3 separate regions of the Mus musculus genome follow, and regions 1 and 3 are each linked to region 2. A link is a contact called in public HiChIP or PLAC-seq data. All regions are on one chromosome and are shown on one strand. Each heading gives the region's core, a stretch centred on a gene start, on an enhancer-like site or on the middle of the called end of the contact. The rest is flanking DNA. Distances are from core to core; before and after follow the strand shown. Region 1 has its middle 6.2 kb from the start of Gm12409. Region 2 has its middle 15 kb from the start of Gm12408. Region 3 holds the start of Shb (src homology 2 domain-containing transforming protein B).

Evidence for each region. HiChIP or PLAC-seq counts read pairs in DNA pulled down with a chosen protein or histone mark.
Region 1: an H3K4me3 HiChIP or PLAC-seq map of embryonic forebrain shows a contact between it and region 2, with 2.4 times the contacts expected there. The contact joins two enhancer-like sites. A contact is called at or near these places in 10 of 484 Hi-C or Micro-C datasets (Sertoli cells, embryonic ectoderm, embryonic stem cells and 4 more), 14 of 115 datasets of contacts at active chromatin or transcription factors (the SCID.adh cell line, astrocytes, embryonic basal ganglia and 2 more) and 1 of 9 other capture datasets (embryonic stem cells).
Region 3: a contact with region 2 is called in an H3K4me3 HiChIP or PLAC-seq map of embryonic forebrain, with 2.5 times the contacts expected there. The contact joins the promoter of Shb here to the enhancer-like site in region 2. A contact is called at or near these places in 1 of 39 promoter capture datasets (epiblast stem cells), 3 of 484 Hi-C or Micro-C datasets (nephron progenitors, stem cell-derived cardiac mesoderm and uterus) and 4 of 115 datasets of contacts at active chromatin or transcription factors (embryonic forebrain, embryonic stem cells, forebrain and 1 more).

The regions. Positions count from the first base shown.
Region 1 is chr4:45,768,113-45,772,719 of GRCm38.p6, forward strand. No RefSeq gene overlaps it. Among named protein-coding and RNA genes, the nearest start is that of Gm12409, 6.2 kb to the left of the region's middle. Within about 2 kb of position 2,704, at least 44 of the 459 cell types and tissues checked have an H3K27ac peak or open chromatin away from gene starts, as enhancers often do. A contact at or near this core is called in embryonic basal ganglia and embryonic forebrain, where this site is marked.
Region 2 is chr4:45,652,785-45,657,112 of GRCm38.p6, forward strand. No RefSeq gene overlaps it. Among named protein-coding and RNA genes, the nearest start is that of Gm12408, 15 kb to the left of the region's middle. Within about 2 kb of position 1,822, at least 58 of the 459 cell types and tissues checked have an H3K27ac peak or open chromatin away from gene starts, as enhancers often do. A contact at or near this core is called in embryonic basal ganglia, embryonic forebrain, epiblast stem cells and 1 more, where this site is marked.
Region 3 is chr4:45,529,495-45,534,011 of GRCm38.p6, forward strand. It overlaps Shb (src homology 2 domain-containing transforming protein B), which reads right to left and starts at 1,334. Exons shown (of 6, transcript NM_001033306.1): 1 at 68-1,334. The coding sequence starts at 766.

The DNA.
Region 1 (4,607 bases), core at 1,454-3,953, 120 kb after region 2:
CCCAGGAAGGAGCAGCCTGTGCCTGGCCCAGGGTGATGATCTCCTATTGCTGCCTCCTAGATTCCATTTCCCCTCTCCCACACGATGCAGATTCTGGCAGGGGGCCCAGCCTGGACTTGCTCATCTCACTCGGTGTTAGATGGACTGACTTGTCTGTGAACTTCATCCAACACTTAGCTTTCCATGATGATCAAACTCTTAACCCTGCCCTCCTGCTATTTCCCATTCTCTCAACAGTCACGTGGTGCCACGCCTCTTCAGCTCATTGCACAGCCTACCTTGACTGCCTTGGCTGCTCCTCCGGCTCTCACACTCCTTCATCCTAGCTGAATCCAGCTAAAAGTCTCCCGTGTTCCTAAGCATGGTCTTTCCCAGGCTTTTCCCACTGGCCAGATGCAACTCCCATCCTCTCCTGCCTGTCTTTCAAAAGCCACATGGATGACATCAATGTCTTTGTGTGTCTGTTTGTCTCATGGGCTCTGCCATGACGTAGCCATCAGTGGAAGGGAAACTCATCTTTAGGCATTAGTTTCCCTATCTGTGACAGGGCAGATGAGTTCTATACGTGACCTATACATTCATTTGGCGTCCCTTGTGGACTGTGAAGGGCAGCAAGCACCTCTGAAGACCCCATGGACCTAGCACATCGGCTATGAGAGACGCTAGAAAACAGATCTCTATACACTAGGTAATCCCCATGCTTCCAGCCAGCCAGGGATATCTACATGGGTCAGCTGGACATACTGCTATGAAACTCAGAAAATGCAGGGGAGTCGGAGGTCACCTCCTGGCCTGAAGCCTCCCTTGGCTGTTCGAGGGAAGGCAGGACTGTGGAAATGTGCGGTGTCTTCCTAGCAGGGTTCTGCTGTCTGTGCTCCACGTCCCTGGGTGCTGGCAGAAGAGCTGAAACGTCTCCTGTTAATTGTCAGAGTGAAACAGACAAAGAGAGGTGTAGAGAAAGCATGGTGCTCCACGCAGTCGGTCCTGTAACGGAGGAGGATGTTTTGTTCTTCCCAGAGCGGGACACACGGCTCAGCAGACCCTGCGGTTTTGCCACTGCAAACGAGGACCCTAACAACTGCCTGTCCCCTGAATAAAGGCTGGAGTTGCAGTGTAGTGGGCCGGGTGCTTGCCAAGCAGGCATCAAACACACGGACAAACACGAACGCCTTGGGTTTGTGTTCCCCAGTGCCACATAAGCTTGGCATGTCCGATGATGCAAGATCAAAAGCCAAGGTCACCCTGGGCTGCATAGTAAGCTCAAGGCCAGCCTACAGGAGACTTTGTTGTGAAAACAAACAAACACCACATCGAGCAGGCAAGCAAAAACCATGAAGGGGTTGGGGTGAAGCAAGCCACTTTATTCTCATTTACAAACTGACTCCACAGTTCAATTTCCCACCCACCGAGCACCTGTTCTCCCTTCTCCAAATCTTGAACTCCTGCAAGCTGCAGTTTCTCATTAGGACAGAGAACTCTCCTCTCAGCCCAGAGAGCCACCTGCTACAGGATTCTAGTAATAAAGATGAATAGTTATGTGCTGTGAGGAACTCACACCCCCCAGCCACAAAACCAGCCTGACATGCCAGTCCTGATCACACTGTGGGCCAGAGGGAAAGCCTCTGCGTCTCCAGGAAAAGGTCCCTCCTCACTACAGTGTAGTGTGTCAGGAATTTGGTGACATCTCCTGACTTTTAGAGGTAAAGCAAAAAAAAAAAAAAAGGGACTCAGAAGTGAAGTCACTTGTTCAAGGTCACACAGATAAGCAGTCAGATTTGGTTTCAAAATCAACTTGCTGTTTGAAAATGTGGCCTTAGGTGGAGGTCTCCCTTCAAGGTCACCCGGGTGGACTCCACTCTGGCAGGGCTAATGGACGATAAACAGAGGTCTGGGAGTGCTGGCAGAACAGAACTGAATTGCACCTGACACTTGAAGGTAGCTGATGGACAAGTGATTCACACCAGAGCCACAGTTTACATTGTCCCTGTAGTGGCTTCTGGGGAGTGGGGCAGGCAGTTAGAATATTCCAGTCCCAGCGGGAGGCACAGGGGCAGACTCTTAGAAGGAATTATTAACACCCAAGGAATTCCTTCGGAACAGTAGGGGGGAATAAAGATTCTTAAAAAAAAGGTCTAATAGCAAATTTTCTGGATTTTCCAGCTAATTTGAAGGTACCTACTTGGAACATTTTCTTGTCAGAAAAGATTTTAAAATACATTCATTCAGTGTGACATGATAATTGGGCCTGGCTGTCTGATGAATGCCTTTTATCTCTTCCTGAGCTATTGTTCAGTGGGATGGAGCCGATGGGCTGCAGGCTGCAGCCAGCACTTGGTTAAATGCACTCACAGAGCCACTTTCAATGATTCTGGTCACAGGAGACAGCGAGACGCGAGATGGAAGCTTATGTGAGCAAGTGTCCGGAAGAGGAGGACATTAAGTGGTTAGAGAGGGCATTTTCTCGAGGCACACATGAGAAGACCAGGGTCCAGGGAGCTGCCAGTGCCACTCAACATAGGGGTTGCATAGATCTGTGTCTCCTGAGCCAGACCCCAGGTCCCTGTATCCTACCTCTTGAGGGGGTCTGTGGAAAAGATGCAGCAGTGGGCAGCTTACGTCTGGGAGACACTGCCCGGTCAGTCCCCACCTACCCCTGACCTCCCCTGCACCAGAGACCCCGCCCTCTGAGCTGCACAGCAGGACTGGGTGGCCCCAAGGGCTGTGCTTTCCTGGTTGTGTGTTCTTAGCTCTGCCGCTTCATGGAAGCAGCTGTCTTTATGGGCCCTTTTTCCTCTTGCCTTTCACATTTTCCTTCCTTTAACCATTTTGTTTTTACAAAGGCAAATTTCCAGACCTGGCCACCTGACAGTCATCTCCACCTTTCTTTATCACCCCTAAGAAAGAGGGGTTTGTTTGGATTTTTTTGTTCTTCAACTTTACGCCATTTCTCCCCCATCCATGTTTTTCTGTTGAATTTGCTTCAGAAATTCTTTGTAGGAACCAAAGGCGCTTTAGAGCGTCTCGGAGCTTTCCATATGTTAATAAGGTGTTTGTAGAACTGTAGCTGGGGTTTCCTCCTTGTCAGAGCAGGGCTATCCTTCCTTTTAAGAGACAGCTTGTCCTCAAAAATGCCCTTCATTAACATTTAACGAATAGTACAGTTTCCGTTGGGATTAAGAAGTTGACATTTCCATTGTTTTTCTTAGAAAACAGCACAACATTAGCCATGCCCTCGAGGGACTGCATTTTCCACCAAAGTGAGATAACAAAGGCCTGGGCAAGGAGTCCTTACCTGGCTGGGTGTGTTGCTATTTAGACATGCGTGTCTGTCTGCGGCTCTTCCCGTGCATAATCGCATCTCTGCATCTGAATGTGTGTTTATGACATTTTACACGTGGCTGTGATTGTCTGCCAATAGGTAATTGGCTATGTATAAATCTGGGCTGGTGTGTGTGTGTGTGTGTGTGTGTGTGTGTGTGTACTATTCACAGTTGTGAATGTGTGCTGTACCTGACTGTGTTCATGCATACATTTGTCTGCATATGTTCTAGGGTGTCTATGCACATAGAGAGATGTGCAGACTTATGTGGAAGTGGGTGCTCTGGGTCTGGGAGTCTGTGTCCCCAGTGCCTGGGTGTGAGCTCCTGTGTGTACAGAAGTCTTTGTCCTGTTTGCTTAAGTGTTTGGGAGGCCCGAGGATGCCCAGCTTTGTGTTCAGAGCCCCTTATAAACATAGACCCAGCGCCCTCCGGTGGACGTTGTTGGAATGCAGCCACAAATAAAACAAACTGGCATGCTCAAAATTATGTCCGATTCAAAATAAGAGTTTCTGGTTATGTGCAGGGCAAAGCTTCTGGGGTTTTCCTTGAGAAAGGGTGTGTGTGTCCAGGCTTATGCTCCTGGATTAGGGTACACGCTCAACAGAGAATGAAGATAGCAGGCTCAACACAGGCAGCTGTCTCATGGTGACATTGTGAAGGGGCTCTTTTTCTGGGGTGGGGACAGGATCACTGGGCTTCCTCTCAGCCAGAAGGGTCAGAAGCGACCTCGTGTGCACACTCCTGAGAGCTTGCATGCTCTATCAGCCTCCTTGGCACCAGTTCAAGGGTATCTCTAGCCCATTGCCCCTCAGGTACCTTATAAAATCCTCCTAGTCTAGGAAAGGGGACCTTCAGCAGAGATGGTATGTATGCTTGTTTCCTATTGCTGTCAGAAAGCATGGGTCATCAACTTAGAGGTGAAAGTAGGTCACCTGTCTAAAACGGAAGAGCAGATGTAGTGGCTCGTACCTGCAAATTCATGTTTGGAAGGCAAAGACAGAAGGGCCACAGCCTGGGGACTGACTATGCCTTCAGCATGCTGGCCTTTGAGGGGACAGTCAAGATCAGAACCATAACAGCAGATTATGTAGTTGTAATAACAATACTTGCCTTATTGGGCCATTGAAGGAATACCAGGAGACAGGAGAGGGTTTGGTGCAACGACAGGGACATTCCACAGCACACATGGGGAAATTACAGGGTTTGTATTCTCTCCCTCTACTATCCTGCTTCTGAGGACAGAACCTGGGTCATCAGGCTTAGAGGCAAGAACCTTTAGTTGCCAAA
Region 2 (4,328 bases), core at 572-3,071:
GTGTGGGATCAAGGACATCCTGTGCAGTTGGGGCAACCAACCTTGTTTACAGAAGTGAAAACACAGGGGTTGTTATCTTAATGAACAATGGCCTCCAGCCTTCCAAGAAGGTATCTGTCCTTGGGCAAGTGGGCCTTACAGGTTAGAGGCATTTTTGTTTTATAGATCTCTTAAGCACAGTGATTAAAACTTAAAACATAAATTTTAGCCCTCGTAGCAGGAGCCTATGAAGAAATAGGGCAGGTAAGTACACCAGCATGCACCTGTGTTGGTGCCTTGAGACCACATGAAGGAACTAGGGAACTCCCAGGTTTCAGCCCCAATATGTTACATAAGGAAGGACCTTGGATGGAGTGGTGATTCAGAGAGGCGCTCACATATATTTCTAGTATTCAGTCCCTTTCAAGATGTTGGCATCATGGTGGGAGAAGTGGGGACAGGAGGTCTAACAGTAACTCTAAGTTACACTGTTTTTGAGTTAGAACTCAGAAGAGCAAGCCAACTTAGCAGTGAAGATCTGTAAGCAAGTGCATTTATTTATTTATTTATTTATTTATTTATTTATCTTTATGCATATGAGTACACTGAGGCTGTACGATGGTTGTGAGCCTTCATGTGGTTGTTGGGAATTGAATTTAGAACCTCTGCTCACTCTGGTCAATGCCACTCACTCAGTCCCTGACTGCTCCAACCCAAAGATTTACTTATTATTATACATAAATACATTGTAGTTGTCTTCAGACATGCGTCAGATCTCATTACTACGGATGGTTGTGAGCCACCATGTGGTTGCTGGGATTTGAACTCAGGACCTTCGGAAGAGCAGTCAGTGTTCTTACCCAGGCAATAGCTTTTCATTAACCTAATGCCCCATACCCTTTCATATAATATTTTAAATATTAAGGAGAGGGAGCACTGATATTTCCTTTTGTAATGTTACCAGGAGAACAGGAAGTGAGGTCCAAAACTAATTATGAGGGAAGGGTCTAATTTCAGTGGCTTCTAAGCCTGGCTGTTTACCTAACACTTCCGTAGAAGAATTGTTTCTGGGTACAGCCAGCCAGTGATCAGTGATGGCAGATCCTAAGTCATTGGCTACAAGGCAGAAAGGGAAGCAAAGGGAATGTGGTGGTGGTGGTGGTGGTGGTGGCAGCGGCGGCGGCAGGCGGCGGCAAGAAGCTTTTAATAGGAGCCCTGTTGTGTGAAGGGCTCTAGGGCACTTTCCAAACGGCTTGGGCTGATTTGCAGTCAGGCTGTTTTTCACTTGGACAACTTTATATATTATGTTCGAGGGTGAACAACAACCTGGACGTATTTACTTAATGATGTGGGAAGCCAGTAAATAAAATAATTACAAAGAGTGACAGGCACTTAATAAAAGGGGCTGAGTGGAGGATGGGGGAAAGACGGGGTCAGTTGCATCAGGATGGGAGACAGGAGAAGGGACCCGTGAGTGCATGAAGGTAGGGAAAGATGCTCACTCCCACTGCCCCGTGAAGTTGGTTCTGACGTAAAAGAACCTAATATTTCAGGAAAGCATCCAACCGCTCTGGAACTCTTGAAGTCACTACCCTTCTTCACCTCCCCAGCTCCCCAGCAACCCTAGACCCAAATTTCCCAAGGAGACAAACATCCCACTTCAGGTTTAGATTTACATTAGAAAGAGACCTTAATTACTTCTGATCTCTCACACCTCGGAGGAGCTGATTTGAGCTTTTCAGATGCAAAGAGTGTTAATTGGTTAAGAGCCCCAGCTGAGCTAAACCACCCAGAGAAGGAAGGGGGTGGGGAGAAAGCTCCGGAGGAGGTGACTGATGCACAACTCAAGTTTCCGGGAGATCTGAAGGAGAGCCGAAGAGGAACTGACACAATAGTTGGTCTGGGTTCAGCCCTCCAGTCAATCCATCAGGCCTCCTTCACTCAACTGACAAGAACCCACCCACCCCACTGTCTCCCGGAAGCTCTGCCCCCTGGGTCTTGCCCCTGGCTTCCCAGCTCGCGCAGTGCTTTTTGGGCTCCGGGTTTCTAATTACAGCACTTCCCAGCTTGCCTGGGATGGATGTCTGGGAAGTGGATGGCCCTTCTGCAAAGACAAGAGTCCTGGTTGAGCATTGTCACTTTGTAGCTCAAGGTCGATGTCTGGGAGATGTGAAATGAGCGGGAAAACAGAACACATGGTTACAATGTTAATGAAGTAAGCCGTCACTCATCTGGTTCCCTAAGATTCAAGCTGTGCAATCTCAGAGACTCCTGCCAGACTAATCTCCAGGGTGGATAACCGTAGGCCAGTATGTATTTGTGAGATTATTGAATTTCTACCCCCCACATGAAATCTAGACCCCATTTGTTTAGTTTGTAGATGTTCTATTTGTAGCAACTTTATATAAATATAGTGAATGTAAAACTGCAGATTTAAAATGTTGAGTCAGCCCCAAGAACAAGAAATATGACCAAAAATGACGCCAAGGCACATCATAACATTACTGCTCAAAGCATTAACAAAGAAAACCTTTTAAGAAGCAGCAAGAGAATCAGGGCCTGGGTTGTGTGGCAACTGTCTCCATAAATAAATAAATAAATTTAAAAGAGGCTAGGAGGTAGCTCAGCAGTAGTGTTTACCTAGAGTGTGTAGGACAGTTAGTTTAATTCCCTGCAACAACCAGCCACAGCATCCATCGGGTTCACAGTGTAATTCAGAGGCCAAGGTCACTCTGCTGGACAGGCAAAGAATTGACTGTCCAAGAAAGACACTAGACTAAAGCAAGTGTTTCCATTTCTAGAGACACAAGCAGGAGGCAGAGAGAACAAAAGAAACAAAGTCTTTTATTGCGATAGGCTGGTTCCTCCAGCCAGGATTGGAGGAGAAACGCAGAGGTGGGGCTTCCTGGGGGACTCCGGGTTAGGCATTTTATAAGACCCCTGGGTTTTTCTCAGCTTCTCACCCAGATGTTTGTCTTTGGATGGACTTTTCTTTCCAGAAACCCTTCCCACCTAGGAAGCCCACCCTGTTTCCCCTACCTGCCTACATACTTCTAACTTCCCCACAATAGGAACAAGGTGAGAGAGTGACAGTATTTTCATCAGACACTTTGTATGTGAAAAGGCAGAAAGATAAAAATAGGAGCTGGAATAATGTTTAAACAGTCAAGAGCACTTTTGCAGAGGACCCACGTTTGGCTTCCCGCCACCCACACTGGGTAACTCCAGCTACAGGGGATCTGACGCCCTCTTCTGACCCCCCCAGAGGCATTCTCACACAGGTGTACAGGAGGTGGGGGATAAAGTGACACAAGCAGAAAAACGGCAGCAAACGGCCTTGAAGGTATCATTTTTAAGAAGAGAAAAAGGGGAAGTCTGTGTTAGAGTGGGCTAGGATGCAGTGGTATATATATATATAGGTTTTTCGAGACAGGGTTTCTCTGTATAGCCCTGGCTGTCCTGGGACTCACTCTGTAGACCAGGCTGGCCTCGAACTCAGAAATCCACCTGCCTCTGCCTCCCAAGTGCTGGGATTAAAGGCGTGCGCCACCACGCCCAGCTGCAGTGGTATATTTTAATAGGTGAGCCAAAGGGGGCCTTTGATTGCTGGACTCCAATACTCTGGTAACTGGACCTTGGTAGTCTGCCTCAGGAGGAGGAAGTGGCCTGGGAAGGGACTAGACCTTGGGGGCTAGCTTTAAGAATTGAATCTAATGGTTTTTCCCAAGGCAGAGGGAATCTGGGAAGAGGGCAAGGCCTGCTAGAGCCACTATTTTCAGGCTTGAGCTGCCCAGAGTCTCTTCACCTTTCAGCCTCCATACTGGAACCAAGCTACTTCTTCTAGATCTAGCAGGGCCAGCAACCACCACCGAGCAGAGGTTTCTATGGTAACTTTGGCCCCCACAGTCATGGCAATAATCTAAGTAAAAGGTTATAGCTGGGTCTGTGGTGATGGTGATGGAGCTGTTGGTGTTCTCTCATGGGAACACTGTCCAGGGTTACCAGACCCTCGCCTGAAATTCCAGCCACCCCTCCCCAACCTCCCAACTGCACCTGATCTCAGATGATGCTAGAATCCACAGGAGATAGACGGTTGGGGCATCTGTGATAGAGCTTTTCTGAGTCCCCACCCATGTGGTGGGGAACCCTTTGGTGATGCAGTTTCCAGGATCTTTGCTTCTGCAAGCAACCCCATACATACCTGTGTTCCTGTACATACCTGTGTTCCTATAACCAGCTTCAATAGACTCATTAATTCACCGTGCTGGACTTGGATGGGCTCATTTCTCCAGTATGGGGTAGTTTTGTCTGCATGAACTGATGTTTCTTTACACCTCAGAGAAGTCACA
Region 3 (4,517 bases), core at 84-2,583, 120 kb before region 2:
GATGCAAGGGATGGGAAACGTGGCAGTGCCTCAGTTCCCCAAGCGCACCAATAGCTTTGGAGCTTACCTTATCTTTCTGACCAGCTCCGGTCTCCTCGGCGGAGCACTTGTTGAGCAGTTTTTTGCCTCCGCAGGTCGTCGGGCTCCAGGTACGGCCGCCAGAGCACACGCCTCCCGGAGGGTCCCCCGCAGCGCTCGCGCTCTCCACTTTGATGAGTCGGTGCTTAGGGGAGATGTAGCGCACCTCCGCCGGCGTCGTCGGCCGCCGCTCGCTGCTGCTGCGGTAGAGGTGCGGGGAGCCGGAGGATGAGGACGAGGACGCGGCGGCGCCCGCTCCCGCCGCCGCGCAGCAGCAGCCCGCAGCTCCCGCTGCCGCCGTGAAGGCGCGCTGGCCCCCGCCGGGGTCCCCGCCGCCGCCGCCGCCGCAGTAGTCCAGGCGGCACATAGCTCGCAGTTTGCGCAGCGACGAGCCCGGCCCGTTGTACGGGTCCTCGAAGTCGCGCTCCTTCTGCGCGCGGTAGGCGCGGATGAGGTCACTCGTGCTGCCGCTGTCGTCGGGCAGAGAGCCCGACGAGGCCGAGAAGCAGGCGGCGGCCGACCCACAGGACGCCGAGGACGCCGAGCAGGCCTGCGGCACGGCCTGCGGGGGCTGCTCTCGTCGCTCGCCCCGGCGCCGCTGCTCCCGGTAGTCCGGCCTCGGCGGCTGCGGCGGACTCTTAGTCTTGCTGTTGCCCAAGCTGAAGTACTTGTTCAGCCACTTGGCCATGGCGAAGGGCCGCCTAGGGCCGCGGCGCGCGAGCCCGGTCCGCCGCCGCGGCCATTCGGGGGACAACGCTGTCGCCCAGTCCCGCAACGCCCCTGCCCCGGTGGGGGGCGTGCGGGGCACCGGTCGCCAAGTTCAAGTTCTCGCAGCCGCCGCCTCCTGCCGGCCGCCGCCTGGCTCCGGCCGCTGCTGCACAGCCCTCCGCCCCTGCCGCGCGCCGACCGAGCTTTGGATCTCGCGCCCCGCACAGACGTGTCTCATAGGGACCCGGGCCGCCTAGAGCGGAAGGCCAGGCGCCCCCCGCCGCGCACGCCCGCACCCAGCGCCCCCACCCTCGCGGAGCGCGCCCCTGCCCCGTGCGAGCCGCGGCCAGCTGCGGGCTTCTCGAGTGCACGGGGGCGAGCCCGGCCCCACTGCGGGTCGGAAAACAAGCGAACGAATGAGGGAGGCGGCCGGCGCCTGGCGGAGCCCGCGCGCCCCTGCCCGTCCCGGCGGCGCCTGGCTCTGCCGCTGCCTCTGCTGCCGCCTCCCGAGCCGCCGCGTGTGTGACACTCGGCCGCCAGAACCCGCCCAGCGCCGCGGCCCCGCCCCTTCCCGCAGGCCCCACCCCTCCGCCAATGCCACGCCCCTCCTAGGCCACGCCCCCGCGTGCAGCCAGGAACCTCCTCACGACTGCACGAGCCACCTCCTGCGGCCGCCTGGGCGCCAGCTCCGGGGTCCTGCCCTAGGGCGCCCGCGTCCTGCGGCTTGGCAGGCCGTGCCTCCCTCCAGCAGGGACTGCGGCTCTTTGAAGCCAAAGCAGTCAGCACAGTCCCTGGGGGCCCACGCGCCGTGCACTCTAGGAATGGATGTCCACCATCGAGGTGGTAGGCAGGCTGGACTAACGCACGACCTCTAGTTGACCGAGAGGACCATGCAGAGGAGATGCCCTAAAATGAGAGAGTGGCTGTCCCTCTTCTCTTTAAAGGGACAGAGACTCCGGTTCAGCTTTTCCGGCGCCGGGTCTTCGGAAAAACTCTTTATGCTAATGAGTGTATTAGCAATCCAGATGACGGATCCGGACGGGATAGGCGGCTGGGACCAGGCGGGGCACCAATCCCTGAGCAAGGCTAAGGGGAGGTCGGACTGTTTGCTTACCTTTTCACCTTCTAGGAAGTGGGGCTTTAACCCTGTTCACTGCCAACCTAGTGGAACCAGCTATGTAAACATTTAACGCTTAAGGTTGCCGGAGCTGGCGAGACTCTATTTAATCCAGAGACAGTTTTCCAGATGGAGAAACTGAGGCCCCGAGGTAGATTATACATGGATGACTAGGATCTGGTGGCACTGTGATGATGTAACTTAAGACAATGGAGTTATTATCCAAACGTGAGGAAACCCAGGCCAAAGGGGGGTAGCTTTCTGAGTCTGCTCTCAGAGGGGGTAGCAGGAGCCTTGTCAAGAACAAAATACTGCCTGAAAATGAAATAAGATATCTGCCTTCTAGATGTTAGATATGTTTGGAAGTTCTATTTGGCCAGCCCCACCCCCCATCCCCCTTGAGTACCTCTGAGCTGAAACCGTCCTTCAGAATGGTGATTTGCCAAAATAACACACTGTGACCGTAATTTCACCTGTCACCTGTACATTATATATAGGTTGGACACACTGTTTTTCCTGTGTCCTGTAGGAACAGTAACCTATCGAAGTAGAGAGCAAATCCAGGATCTGCTAGTACTGGAGGTCAGACTCTCATCCTGAGACTTCGGGACCTGGTAAGGCACAATGTGACCTCTTCCAAACTCTCCCTGCGACCTACCAGACTCAGGCTCCAGCGACACCACACTAGAAAAAGGCAGACCCATGACTCCGAAGGCTCCAATCTATCTGCTCAGCCCCACGTAGTCAGACTACTTGCCTCTCTCGTTCCCTAAGACCACTTGAATTTCCCAAACCCCACTGCTACCTGAACCCCAACAATCTCCGATAACATTCCCACTTATTTCTTACCTGAGACCTATTCATTTAGCATCCTTAGGAAATAGTCTTAAACTCTGCACACAGGACAAGGCTGAACGTTTGGTGTGTGGAGCATAGATAGGGAGAGACCCCAGAAGTTGATGCTGAGATGCTTATTTTGGGTATCCCTACACTTATATGTCTCAAATTACCCTTTAAATCCTTGCTCTGCTGCGCAAGCACTTAATCATGCTGCATGGAGGGAGGCCCCAATTAAGGGGAAAAAACCTGACCGACCAGGACATCCTCGTTTTAAGCCCCACCCCCGTCCCGCCCCCTCCCTCCAGCTTCTAGGCTCAGGAAGGAAAGGAAGCCAGATCCTGGCAGTCAGCCAGGCCACCTGGGCCAAGAAAGTCCTCCCCAGGGTCTGGAGGCCTGTTCTCTGCTCCCTGCATGTGTGCTGCACATGGAAACAGTATCTTGCTTTTCTGAAGGTTTAGGAAGCGAAGTTGTATTTCACAACTTATTTTTTTCACATTCTGCTTTCAGCTGGCCACAGAGTCAGAGTTGTCGCTCCTGTAAGGTTTCTTCTGGGCTATAATTTGCAAGCCAGAATTATTGTAATGCTATAGTATTATGCCAAGAGCTTCCAGAGTCCCTGTGTAACTGCCTGGCCCCTAAACACTGTATATAATTAACCCCAGTCAGTATCCCTGCAATCTGATCTTATTCCTGGTTTACAGATGGGGTGGCTGGCCTAAAGTGGTATTTACTTGATACAAGCAAGATGTCTCTGGGTGTTTTCCTTTGCGTATAGAGACACACCTTCAGAGATGGAGTCAGAAATAGTAATTCTGAAGAGAAACATAAAATCTTCAGGAAGATAATGGAGAAGCATCCTGCCTTGTGTTTCAGGGAGACAGATGCTTGTAGGAAAATCATCAGAGTAGCCAGAAGATGAGCTCTCTCTCTCCAGTCACAGCTTCCAGGATTCACAGAGGAGAAACTGGGACCAGTGGCAGAGAAACAGTCAAGAGGAACTGCTGTGGGGCTGGTGAGATGGCTCAGTGGGTAAGAGCACCCGACTGCTCTTCCGAAGGTCCGAAGTTCAAATCCCAGCAACCACATGGTGGCTCACAACCATCCGTAATGAGATCTGACTCCCTCTTCTGGAGTGTCTGAAGACAGCTACAGTGTAATTACATATAATCAATAAATAAATCTTAAAAAAAAAAAAAAAGGAACTGCTGTGATTGATAGCCATTTTTCTGGTTGTCACAAACCCCACCCTATGTCATGCTGTAAATAAAGCCTCCCCCCTCCCCCCAGTGTCAGAGACCCATAACAGGACTTCAGGACTTCATACTTGCTCTACTGCCAAGTTCTACTGCTAACCCCTGGTTTGACATTGACACCTCCTTTGACAGGTTTGGCATTGTCCCCTCCTCCCTGCACTGCCCCCAGTTCTCTTGGAGGATGGGGTAGGTGAAGATAGCCATATTTCAGTTTCTGCTCCATCTCTGCTTCCCCCATTAGACCCAGGGCAAAGGGCCAAACGTGGCAGCTGCTTTTTCTGTCCCTCCTAGCACCAGGACAAAGAAAATGACATTTGTAGAGAGGCTCCAAAGGATGTTACCAACTCAAGGGGTTCATCTATTCCTTATATAAAACACCATTCAGTCCACTGGCAGTCACTCTTTCAATTTTTGTTGTTTGTGGCAGGGTCTTAGATACCTCAGGCTGGCCTCAGATTCATAAACTCAGTATGCTGGTGTCACTAGCCTCAAATTCCTGTTCCTTCTGCCTCCATCTCCCC